Linked DNA regions of Pan troglodytes: all the other regions are linked to region 1. The links are chromatin contacts, called in public HiChIP or PLAC-seq maps. All regions are on one chromosome and are shown on one strand. Each heading gives the region's core, a stretch centred on a gene start, on an enhancer-like site or on the middle of the called end of the contact. The rest is flanking DNA. Distances are from core to core; before and after follow the strand shown. Region 1 holds the start of POC1A (POC1 centriolar protein A). Region 2 holds the start of RPL29 (ribosomal protein L29). Region 3 holds the start of PARP3 (poly(ADP-ribose) polymerase family member 3).

Region 1 (3,535 bases), core at 13-2,512:
GTATCTCTCAACACCGCCTCCCCTCTGTAGTTCCCTGCATGTGGGCCTCATCTCCCTCAACAGTGGTTTATACATGAGGGGACAGGAAGGGAGGTAGAGTACCAGATTAGGAGTCAAAAGGTCTGTATCCTAGCCTGGAATCTCCGTCCATGTCCTCAAGTGCCTCAGGGCATCACAGGCTACCACCCAGCCTCCCTGACTCTCCAATCAGCCAGAGGGCCTTGCCCGTTCAAAGAAATCTCTCGAAATGAGGACCTCTGGAGGAATGTGAACTCAGAGAGGGCGGCTCCGCCCCGCTCACACTGCAGGCCCGGGCATCCCAGCGTCCTGCTGTACCTACCTGCTGGAGCAGGGTGTACCCTCAACAAGACCCCACGCAGCCACCCACTGCTAAGGACGTGGAGAATGGCTAGAGAGGCCCGATACCGGCCCCAGGTCACACATGAGTCGGGACTTGGTCGTGTGTCCCTCGCTAGGATGCAAACTATGGAGGCAGAGGCCTGTTTGTTCGCTCCAGAAACCCAGCGCAGGGCCTGGCACGCAGGAGGCGCTCAGAAAGTGCCCGACCCAGCGCCCCCTGCGCAGACGGTAAACTGGACCTGAAGAGGACCACCCTGGAACCTGGCGCCCCGCCCGCCCCTCGCAGCCATCGCTCTGGCCACTAGGCGCCCAGTGTCCCAGCGGGGAGACTGAGGCCTGGGGAGTTGCTCTCGGCTGGGCTTACCGCGCAGGGCGCAGCCATGGCGGGGCTGGCGACGCCGAAGGCAGCTGCGGTGGCCGTTGCGGCCCGTTCAGTTTCCGCGCCCCCAACGGCCACCAATAGCAACGCGGGCCGCGTCGGCACGCCCCGCCCACCGCAATTAAAGGAGAAGCGCCTCAGCTTTTTGCCCGACGACTGGAAGCAGAGCTGTATGACCGGCGGCCGGCGCCACGGTCTCCGTGCCCAGTTCCCCAAGCCCAGACAACCCACAGACAGCGCAGCCAAAAGCCTCTGTCCGCCGCCACTCGTTCCGCCTGAGAAATTAAAAGACCCAGGATGAAGGGTTCACCCCACCAGCCCGTCGTCCGGCTACTCTAACGGCGAGCGCAGCCTGCTGGGAAATGCAGTTCCAAGCCGCCCACGCCCCTATGTCTGGAGGAAGGTGGAGCTACAGTTCCCAACATGACGTGAGGGCGGGCCGGGTTTTACCACCCGAAGCGACGGCCTTAAGGATCCCGGAAGCGGAGGACACGTGGGTTGCTGTAACCAGATTGCCTTAAAGCACCCGCGCGCGCCGGCGCAGCCAGATTTTCCCCGCAGGAACCTACTGAGAGCTGAGTATTCGCCCCTCGGGAACTCTCAGTGGTTCGCCGTCCGAACGTTCTTAAGACAAGTGTCGATTTAAAATAACATGAGTTACTCGGAATCACAATCATGGAGTGGAGAGATCAAGGTTCGATTCTCAGTTCTCGCCCTGATTGGCTGTGTGATCTCAGGAAAAACGCCTCTGCTCTGTGCCCCGGTTTCCCCATTTGTAACACGAGGGAGTGTGGTGCAGCCCGGCCCTGTCAGGATCCTTAAGGCCTCAGAAGCTGTTAGAAACCCAGTCTTTAAAAGAAGGAGAGGCCGGGCTCAGTGGCTCACGCCTGTAATCTCAGCACTTTGCCACTTTGGGAGGCCGAGGTGGGTGGATCACCTGAGGTCAGGAGTATGAGACCAGCCTGGCCAACATGGTGAAACCCCATGTCTACTAAAAATACAAAAATTAGCCGGGCGTGGTGGCACGCGCCTGTAAACCCAGCTACTCGGGAGGCTGAGGGAGGAGAATTGTTCGAACTCCGGAGGCAGAGGTTGCAGTGAGCCTAGATGTTGCCGCTGCACTCCAGCCTGGGCAACAGAGGGAGACTCTGTCTCAAAAAAAATATATATATATATAAAATAAAATTTGAAGGCCACCAGCAACCATCTGAATAGACTCCCTGCTTGGCCAGGGCACTCAAATTTAACCTGAAAGAGTGGTTCAGGCCATGATGGGAAGTGGGGGTTGGACATGCCTCATTATACTCTCCAGCATTAACATCAACAAAAACCTTAAGTCTGATAAGAAACATTTACGATCTATTTTCTCTGAAACCTGCTACCTGGAGGCTTCATCTGCATGGTAAAACCTTGGTCTCCATAACCCCTTATCTTAACCGAGATATCCCTTTCTACTGATAATAATTATTTCAACCAATTGCCAATCAGAATATGTTTAAATCTACCAATGACCTGGAAGTTTCCCACTTCGAGTTGTCTTGTCCTTCCAGATCAAACCAATGTAAATCTTACATGTATTGATTGATGTATTTTGTCTCCCTAAAATGTATAAAACCATGCTGTGCCCAGGCCACTTGGGCACATGTTGTCAGGACCTCCTGAGGCTGTGTCATGGGTGTGTCCTTAACCTTAGCAAAATAAATTTTCTAAGTTGACTGAGACCTTTCGGGTTGACAGTTTGGCAACCACGAAAGGATTCTGAGTGGAGGTGCCCCTGACCTTTGACAGATCTCCTATCGGTGCTTGGTACCAGCTTGAGCTATCTTTATGGCTCAAATCTACAGGACAATTTGCTAAGGCCTGGGAGCCCCCCTCCACAAAATTCCTGATCTTCCCAAATTTGGTTAACATCTAAAGTTTATTTTACTGTACAGCTCCTTTTTCTGGAGTTTTACTTGTTTCCAACAATGAAGGCAGGTTTTCCTGCTTCCCTGACGATGGAAGGCAGGTAACTCCTTTCTGGAGTTTGAGCTCGCTTCCAACAGAGAAGGCAAGTTTGAGTTTTCCCTACTTCTGGGATGGTAGAGAGCAGTCTTTAGCCTAAGACCTGTTCTTAGGTAAGTAGCCGAATTGGGGATTTTCTTGGCTGAAGTTAAGGTTAACAACCAGCTGGTCTTAATTTTCCTTACCATTAGAGTGCTCAGTAATCATATAAATTGTACGATCAAGCCCGGCATGGTGGCTCACGCCTGTAATCCCAGCACTTTGGGAAGCCAAGGCGGGTGGATTACAAGGTCAGGACATCGCAGACCATCCTGGCTAACACGGTGAAACCCCGTCTCTACTAAAAATACAAAAAATTAGCAGGGCGTGGTGGCTGGCGCCTGTAGTCCCAGCTACTCGGGAGGCTGAGGCAGGAGAATGGCATGAACCCGGGAGGCGGAGCTTGCAGTCAGCCTAGATCAAGCCCCTGCACTCCAGCCTGGGCGACAGAGCGAGACTCCGTCTCAAAAAAAAATAAAATAAATAAAATAAATAAACAAATTGTGCGATCACTTTTTTTTTTTTTGCTTAACTGTTTTTTGTTGTTGTTTGTTTCTGTTTTGTTTCATTCTTTTTCCCATTGAGGTTGACGAATTATATCTGACTTGATCAAATCTGAAGGAAAGTTCCAAAGTTTGGGGAACAAGGCCTCGGAATTGGCTAAATTCCCACAACGGAAAAAGAAAAAAGCCTGGGCAAGGTGGCTCACGCCTGTAATTCCAACACTTTGGGAGGCCGAGGTGGGTGGATCAC
Region 2 (3,591 bases), core at 98-2,597, 160 kb before region 1:
CCTAGACCCTCCAGCCTTCTCAGCTAATCCTTAGAACCCCCTGACACAGGAAGAGAAGCTGACCCCAACTCCAGCACTGGGTCAGATGGAGGTCATAAGGCTGGTCAGTGTGGGAATGTGCCCTGCACGCACTCAGACAAGGCCACTCCTTACCCTAAGTGCCACTGCCAAGCAAGGGAGATAGCCAAACTGCCCTCAGGAGGCAGGTTACACCCTGACCAGAGGGTTACACTTCAGGCTGTGGAGACCAAGGAAAGCTTTATTATGGGTCTGGTAGGGTAGAAAAAGGAATTGCAGGCTTTGGGTGGGCCAGTTAGGCTGTGCTCAGGCAGAAGCCAAAGCTAGAGAAAAACTACATGAAAGGCCTTGACTGTGCACCTGGACCAAGAAAAGACACTTCCATGTGATTCAGTGCACTCACCCCCTTAAGAGATTCGTATCTTTGTGATCGGGGTTTCTTGATACCATTTCTGTGCCATTTTCGGGCTGTGGGAGAAAAAAAGGGAATTAAGCCAACAAAGAACTTTCCTCTAATAAGACCACCCAACATCACAGCTGGCAAGTCTGGGAGAACCAACACTTCCTACAGCAGCTACACTTGAGATATGAGAAACCCTTACTACTAAATGCAAAACACTCTGTATCTCAAGTAGATCTCTAAACCTATAACCCTAAAGTTATTACTGGGTGAAATCAATCAGCCTCAGGCCCACAATGGAAACGTGCCCCTTCATCTCTGTCCCAGTTTGCCTGAACCAGTCCTTGCCAGGGTCTGGGATGTAGGCAGGGCCCAAAAAACTTACACTGGTTGTGTGTGGTGTGGTTCTTGGACTTGGCCATGTCTGCACCTGGAAGACAAAAGTGGAGATCAGGGTTAAGGGCTCGCCAGGCTGGGCCACCTCTGCCCCACCCCCCCCCATTCTGGTCAGAATGAGCCTGCAGACAGAGAATGTGCAGCCTCCACGAGTCTCGGCTTACTCTGCACGACCCAACGCCAGTCCTGGCCTCCCAAACCCAGGTAATGATGCCCTGAAATCAACTCCTTACCCCCGGAAAGCTGCATTCCCCAATAAAGTGGCTTTCCCTGCCATCCCCCTCCTAGGACCTAGAAGCACCATTCCCACTCCGCAGCTTTTGCTCCCGACAGACACACGGTCGGTCACCAGTCCTCTCCGCAGCCCGCGCCCCGCCGCCACCCGTAAGTCGCGGATGGCATCGGATGCCGCGCGGCCAACACTCACCATAAGCCGCGGCTCCCGAAGCGCCTAGAACCGGAAGAGAAAGGGGCTGCGGTGCAGCACGGGAAATAGGGTCAACAACGCCGGAAAGTACTACTGGAAAAGCTTCCCCAGGCTCCGCGAAGAAAAGTTCCGAAGCCCGGAAGAACGCAAGCCAGACGTGGAGGCGGTGCTACGAGCTTGCCTCCGCCACCTTCAGGCTGCCTCCTCCCTTCTCTGTTTCTCCAGGACCTGGCTCTTAAGTCTTATTCAAGATCCTGAAAAAGAAAGGAGTCCTTGAGGGATGTTGTTGGGCAAGGAGATCTGTGTTCTTTTTCTTTTTTTTTTTTTTTGAGACGGAGTTTCGCTCTTCCACCGAGGCTGGAGGGCAGTGGCACAATCTCCGCCCACTGCAACCTCCGCCTTCCGGTTTCAAGCGATTCTCTTGCCTCAGCCTCCCGAGTAGCTGGGATTACAGGCGCCCACCACCACGCCCGGCTAATTTTTATATTTTTAGTAGAGACGGGGTTTCACCATGTTGTCCAGGCTGGTCTCGAACTCCTGACCTCGCGATCCGCTCGCCTCTGCCCCCCAAAGTGCTGGGATTACAGGCGTGAGCCACCGCGCCTGGCCGATCTGTGTTCTTAAAAGCACCCCTGTAATCCCAGCACTTTGGGAGTCTGAGGTGGGCGGATCACGAGGTCAGGAGTTCCAGACCAGCCTGGACAACATGGTGAAACCCCATCTCTACTAAAAATACAAAAAAAAAAAATTCACGGGGCGTGGTGGCACGTGCCTGTAATCCCAGCTACTCTGGAGGCTGAGGCAGGAGAATTGCTTGAATCTGGGAGGTGGAGGTTGCAGTGAGCCAAGATCGCGCCATTGCACTCCAGCCTGGGCTACAGGGCAAGACTCTGTCTCAAAAAAAAAAAAAAGAAAAGCACGCCTGACTCTTTCGTGGAGAAGGAGCAGAGGGGAGGAAGGAGAGAGGGCTGCCTGGACCTGAGGGAGGACAGTGGGAATGCAGAGGAGTGGACAAAGAAAGAGTACTGGACTTGGGACACAGAAGATGAGGGAGAAAAAGGAGGCAAGGATAGCCCCTATGTCTTTGGCTTGACAACTGGGTGAATGGTGGGGCTGTTTACAGAGATGGAAGATTGAGTGGGGAGCGGGGGCTTTGTTTGTTTTGTTTTGAGGGGGAATGATGAGCCAGATATTTTTGTTGGATGCATTAAATGTGAGATGCCTGTTGGACATCAGAATTGAGAAAGTGTTGCCTCTAACAACTCTGTTGCCTTCTCCACCTCTTCCCCCTATAGTTCATTTTCCACACGGCAGTGGGTCTTGGGGACTTGTTTTAAGATACAAATCAGATCCTGTCCCTTAAATCTGCAAGGACATCCCCTTGCATTGAAGATCAATTCTTTACCCACTTGACCCTGACAACCTCTGTCATTTACTTCTCTCCAAACCCATTGCCTTTCTTTCCTGCCAACCACAAATGTGTGTTCTGCCTCAGGACCTTTGCACTTGCTATCCCAGCCACCTGGACTGCCCTTCTCCCTGCTTTTTGGATGGTGTGCTCTTTCCTATAGAGGCCTCCCTGGACTCCATTATCTAAAATAGAGAACCACTGCCTCATCTCACCAGTGATTCTGTGTCCTCTCATGGTTTTCTTTCTTTTCTATTCTTTTTTTTTTTCTTTTTTTTAGACAGTCTCACTCTGTCTCCCAGGCTGGAGTGCAGTGGTGCGATCTCAGCTCACTGCAACCTCTGCCTCCTGGGTTCAAGCGATTCTCCTGCCTCAGCCTCCCGAGTAGCTGGGATTACGGGCGCACACCACCACTCCCAGCTAATTTTTAAAGAATTATTTTTAGTAGAGACGGGTTTTCACCATGTTGGCCAGGCTGGTGTTGAACTCCTGACCTCAGGTGGTCCGCCCGCCTCGGCCTCCCAAAGTGCTGGGATTACAGGCGTAAGCCACCGTGCCCGGCCATGGTTTGCTTTCTTTATAGAACTTTCCCAGACTCTAATTGCATTGTTTACTTAGTTATGTATGTGTCCATTATCATAGGAGCCCAGAGTTTGGGACTGGTTTGATCACCTTCATTTTCCCACTGCCTAACTCAGCATAATGTAGATAGAGCAAGAGCTTAATAAACACATGCCCAGTGAACGTTCCTTGACAAGCCAGGTTCATGGAGTGACAGACGCATACTGCAGAGGTTTAGGGAGTGAAGCGGAAAGGAGGTTGTGGAGGCAGGACATGTGGATGACTCATTACCGAAGCATTCCTGAGAAAGGGGAGAGAATTCTGACAGGTGTGAGTTGGGAGAATGAAAAGCAGGCTTATATACTGATGGATGATCTGGTG
Region 3 (3,772 bases), core at 297-2,796, 210 kb before region 1:
GATCATAGTTCAACTCCCTGGGAAGGGATCCCCAAACCTTAGCCTCCTGAGTAGTTGGGACTACAGGGGCACACCACCATACCCAGCTAACTTTTTTTTTTTTTTGTACAGACAAGATCTCGCTATGTTGCCCAGGCTGGTCTCAAACTCCTGACATCAAGCAATCCTCCCGCCTTGGCCTCCCAAAGTGCTGGGATTAGAGGCATGAGTTACCAGGCCCAGCCCCCTTCCATCTTTTCTACTGCCCATTCTGGCACACTTACACCTCAGACTTTCCTCTGATCACTGAATGCCTTCCCTACCTCTCCGTGAGAGACTCCTCTTCATCTCTCAAGACCCTATTTAAATGTCCCTCCTCTGTTCCCAGAACACACAACTATAAAATACACACCTCACTACAACACACTCTCTTCACCCGCCTGCCTATCTCTGCACTTCCAACAGCAAAGGCAGTGCCTGGCATGTTAAGAGACGGGGAGCCCAGTAATTGTGAAATTGCAGGAAAACTGGCAAAGGAAGAAGGATGCAAGAAATACTTGACAGCTTTGTTCTGTTTTCCTGCAATTTCTCAATCAGTCCAGTCCCTGCCAAAACCTAAGGAGGTCTCAATGGCCTTGGATTGGGGCCCAGGGTCCTTCCACCCAGAGACCTCGCAGAAACAAGACTTTGCAGGACCAGAAACTAAAGGAAACAGCCACGATCTCAGAGCCAAGGGCCAGAGTCTTGGATTCTAGGCTCAGTTCTGTTCGGACTCACTCAGTCTTCCGTGCACCATAGGACTCAGTTTTCCCTCCCACTATGTGGAAAAGAACAGCTCACCTCTCGCTCTCAGAGTCGCTGGAGATCTCCTCATTCATCTTGCCGCCACCCTTGGATTTGCCCCTGTCCCCCGCAGAGTCGGCCTGGGAATTATACGGTCTTTTCTTTGGTCAGGGGTCCAGACCACCCTGGCATTGACCAAGGGCCCCCCCGCCCTCGGTTCCCTCAGAACCCCAGGAATGGGGAAGGCGGTGGTTCCCGGGTTAAGCGAACGGCTTTCTAGGATTTGGCTCGCGGAGAGAGGGACGAAGCTGACTCCAGCAGGGGTCCAGGGCGAAGGGCTGGGGAAGGGCCCGGACCCAGGTCCCCTGGATGGGATGACGGTTGTCCGAGTAGCAGGGCTGACCGCGGCCCTCAGAAGCGCCATGCTCACCTTTCGCCGCCGCTTGCCGGCCCCCGCGCCAGCCCCGGCCCCAGAGGCCGGCTTTCCCCGCTTACGAGCAGCCGCTGTTGCCGACATGCTGCCCACCAGGCGTGTAGCAGCGGCCGCAGAACTCACGTGGCAGCTGAACCCTCCCAGCTCCCCAGCCGCCTGGCAAGACCCCGCGTATTGATAGGCTTCCACCGCCCGCCGGGCCCCGCCTCCTACTGCTCCATTGGGTCCTTCTGCAGGCTCTGCCACGCCCCCAGGCACCCATAGGATGCACGCTTGTAGCCCCGCCTTCTGAAGTTCCTAGGCTCCCGCACCAGGCTCGAGTAGGAAGCCCGCATCTCCACGGCGCTTCCGGCCTGAAGCTGTGGCGCTTGCGCTCTGCTGCTGGCCGACTTCGAAGTCGGAGCAAGAGCCTTCTCTGTGTTTGCGCCCCTTGGCCGCTGGGGGGCGCCAGAGACGCGGCGCCCTTTCGCGTTCTGGAACGTGACTCCTCCCCTCCATGGGCAGCCCGGCGCTAGACCCAACGGGGATCCAAGCAGCCCCGGGGAGAGGGAGGCTGCGTTTGTATCCGGGCCCAAGGTCACCGCGCGACCGGCAGATGCGTGCTGCAGGCCCCGGCCACATGAGCAGCGCTACGGACGCGACTGCCCCGGCCTTGGATATGCCAGATCGAGTGTCCACCCGTCCGTAGGACTGGTCGCCTGACTCGGCCTGTCCCAGCCTCTGCTTCACCCCACTGGTGGCCAAATAGCCGATGTCTAATCCCCCACACAAGCTCATCCCCGGCCTCTGGCGATTGTTGGGAATTCTCTCCCTAATTCACGCCTGAGGCTCATGGAGAGTTGCTAGACCTGGGACTGCCCTGGGAGGCGCACACAACCAGGCCGTGTGGCAGCCAGGACCTCTCCCATGTCCCTGCTTTTCTTGGGTGAGTGTCCTATGGTCCTGCCCACAGCAGGGCAGGGCAAGGCCTGGTGGGACTGGCCTTTGCCCTCTATCAGTTCAAGGCCACTGATCCGGAGTTCTGGCTCCTCAGAACTCTTGAGTCCATTGGGAAGGGCTTCTACAGCTCTGGGTTCTAAGCTCCGGGAGGATAAATCTGGCCCCAAGAATCCTGCCCCCAGGAGCCTCTGCCCACCCTCCCCCATAGCTCGGTGACTCAGCCCGGCAACCATGCCAGGGCCGAACTAGCTGACACAGGGGGAGGAGCCCCGAAGTGGAAGAGAGAGATCCTCCTTTCACTTTCCCTACCCCTCAGGACACACAGGTGAGCTGCAGAGGGTAGGGAGCCAGGCAGACCCTGTTGACCAGAGTGGGCAGACTGGACAGAGTCCTAACCTTGCACTTGGGACTGGGGAAAGGGGTGTTTCTGAGTGACAAAGAGCCGGGTGTGGTCTGGGGCTGGGAATGCCGTCAGAGTGGACACAGGATGCAGTGGGAGGCCACCGAAGGGCCAACCCGGGGTGGGGCAAGTTGGTGCTGTGCTGGCCCAGGGCAGGGGTGGGGACTGAGAGTGGGTCGTTGGGGATGAGGAGACCATGGAGGCCTAAGGGCCTCTCTGTGCCCCAGGACAGCCATGGCTCCAAAGCGGAAGCCCTGGGTACAGACTGAGGGCCCTGAGAAGAAGAAGGGCTGGCAGGCAGGAAGGGAGGAGGACCCCTTCCGCTCCACCGCTGAGGCCCTCAAGGCCATACCCGCAGAGAAGCGCATAATCTGCATGGATCCAACATGTCCACTCAGCAGCAACCCCGGGACCCAGGTGAGCTGCAGTCCCCAGTCAGGCCCAGAGCCTGCCCACTGATAAGCACAAACACACCCAGGCCACCCCCTTAGGACTCTGTTCTGGTTTTGGAGCCCAAGGCCCCCAGGTAAGCGCCAGAGCAAGGCCATGTTCTCCTGACCCCAGACGTCAGGGCTGTGTCCCGTCAGGTCCAGGCGGGTCACATCTGCCCTTCAGACCCCATGCAGGCCTCCTCCCACCGCACTTAGGGAAAGGCTGTGACTACATCAGTCTCCTGGGCGCTTGCCCATGTCCCCTCAGGGCAGAGCCATGTCCCTCTCAGATTCCCCCATCCAGGGCCCAGCTGTGTCCCCCCCAGCACCCCCCATACCTCCATGTCAGGGTTTAGCCATGTCCTCTCACACCGCATCCCCTAGGGAAGAGCAGTGACCCCCCCAAGCTTCCAAGACAGGGTCCCTCTGACTCCCACTGCCGTCAGACTCCTGTCGCCATCAGAGCCCTCTCGGTGTACGGCCAGGCACCCCATCTGACCCCAGCCAGCCTGCCCCCCACCTCCCCTCTGGCCCAGGTGTATGAGGACTACGACTGCACCCTGAACCAGACCAACATCGAGAACAACAACAACAAGTTCTACATCATCCAGCTGCTCCAAGACAGCAACCGCTTCACCTGCTGGAACCGCTGGGGCCGTGTGGTGAGTGCCCTGCCTGCTCTGCACATACTCCCCAGGGTCCTCAAAAGGCCACAGCTACTGACTGGGGGGGGCACCTCCCAACTGTCCCGGGGCGCTCAGCACAGGGCCTGGCCCGACACACAGGCCAGCAAATGCTGATGGTGGG

The links. HiChIP or PLAC-seq counts read pairs in DNA pulled down with a chosen protein or histone mark.
Region 2: a contact with region 1 is called in an H3K4me3 HiChIP or PLAC-seq map of stem cell-derived excitatory neurons, with 14 times the contacts expected there. The contact joins the promoter of RPL29 here to the promoter of POC1A in region 1. A contact is called at or near these places in 4 of 7 Hi-C or Micro-C datasets (induced pluripotent stem cells, a lymphoblastoid cell line and stem cell-derived neural progenitor cells), 1 of 1 datasets of contacts at active chromatin or transcription factors (stem cell-derived excitatory neurons) and 1 of 1 other capture datasets (stem cell-derived neural stem cells).
Region 3: a contact with region 1 is called in an H3K4me3 HiChIP or PLAC-seq map of stem cell-derived excitatory neurons, with 3 times the contacts expected there. The contact joins the promoter of PARP3 here to the promoter of POC1A in region 1. A contact is called at or near these places in 2 of 7 Hi-C or Micro-C datasets (induced pluripotent stem cells and stem cell-derived neural progenitor cells) and 1 of 1 datasets of contacts at active chromatin or transcription factors (stem cell-derived excitatory neurons).

The regions. Positions count from the first base shown.
Region 1 is chr2:56,197,111-56,200,645 of NHGRI_mPanTro3-v2.0_pri, forward strand. POC1A (POC1 centriolar protein A) reads right to left here and starts at 1,263. Exons shown (of 12, transcript XM_063806806.1): 1 at 1,190-1,263; 2 at 725-1,014. The coding sequence starts at 742.
Region 2 is chr2:56,038,322-56,041,912 of NHGRI_mPanTro3-v2.0_pri, forward strand. It overlaps RPL29 (ribosomal protein L29), which reads right to left and starts at 1,348. Exons shown (of 4, transcript NM_001251939.2): 1 at 1,242-1,348; 2 at 804-848; 3 at 422-486. The coding sequence starts at 840.
Region 3 is chr2:55,984,190-55,987,961 of NHGRI_mPanTro3-v2.0_pri, forward strand. PARP3 (poly(ADP-ribose) polymerase family member 3) reads left to right here and starts at 1,547. Exons shown (of 11, transcript XM_001170233.7): 1 at 1,547-2,120; 2 at 2,767-2,951; 3 at 3,502-3,627. The coding sequence starts at 2,102. RRP9 (ribosomal RNA processing 9, U3 small nucleolar RNA binding protein) reads right to left here and starts at 1,617. Exons shown (of 15, transcript XM_001170125.8): 1 at 1,193-1,617; 2 at 820-902. The coding sequence starts at 1,279.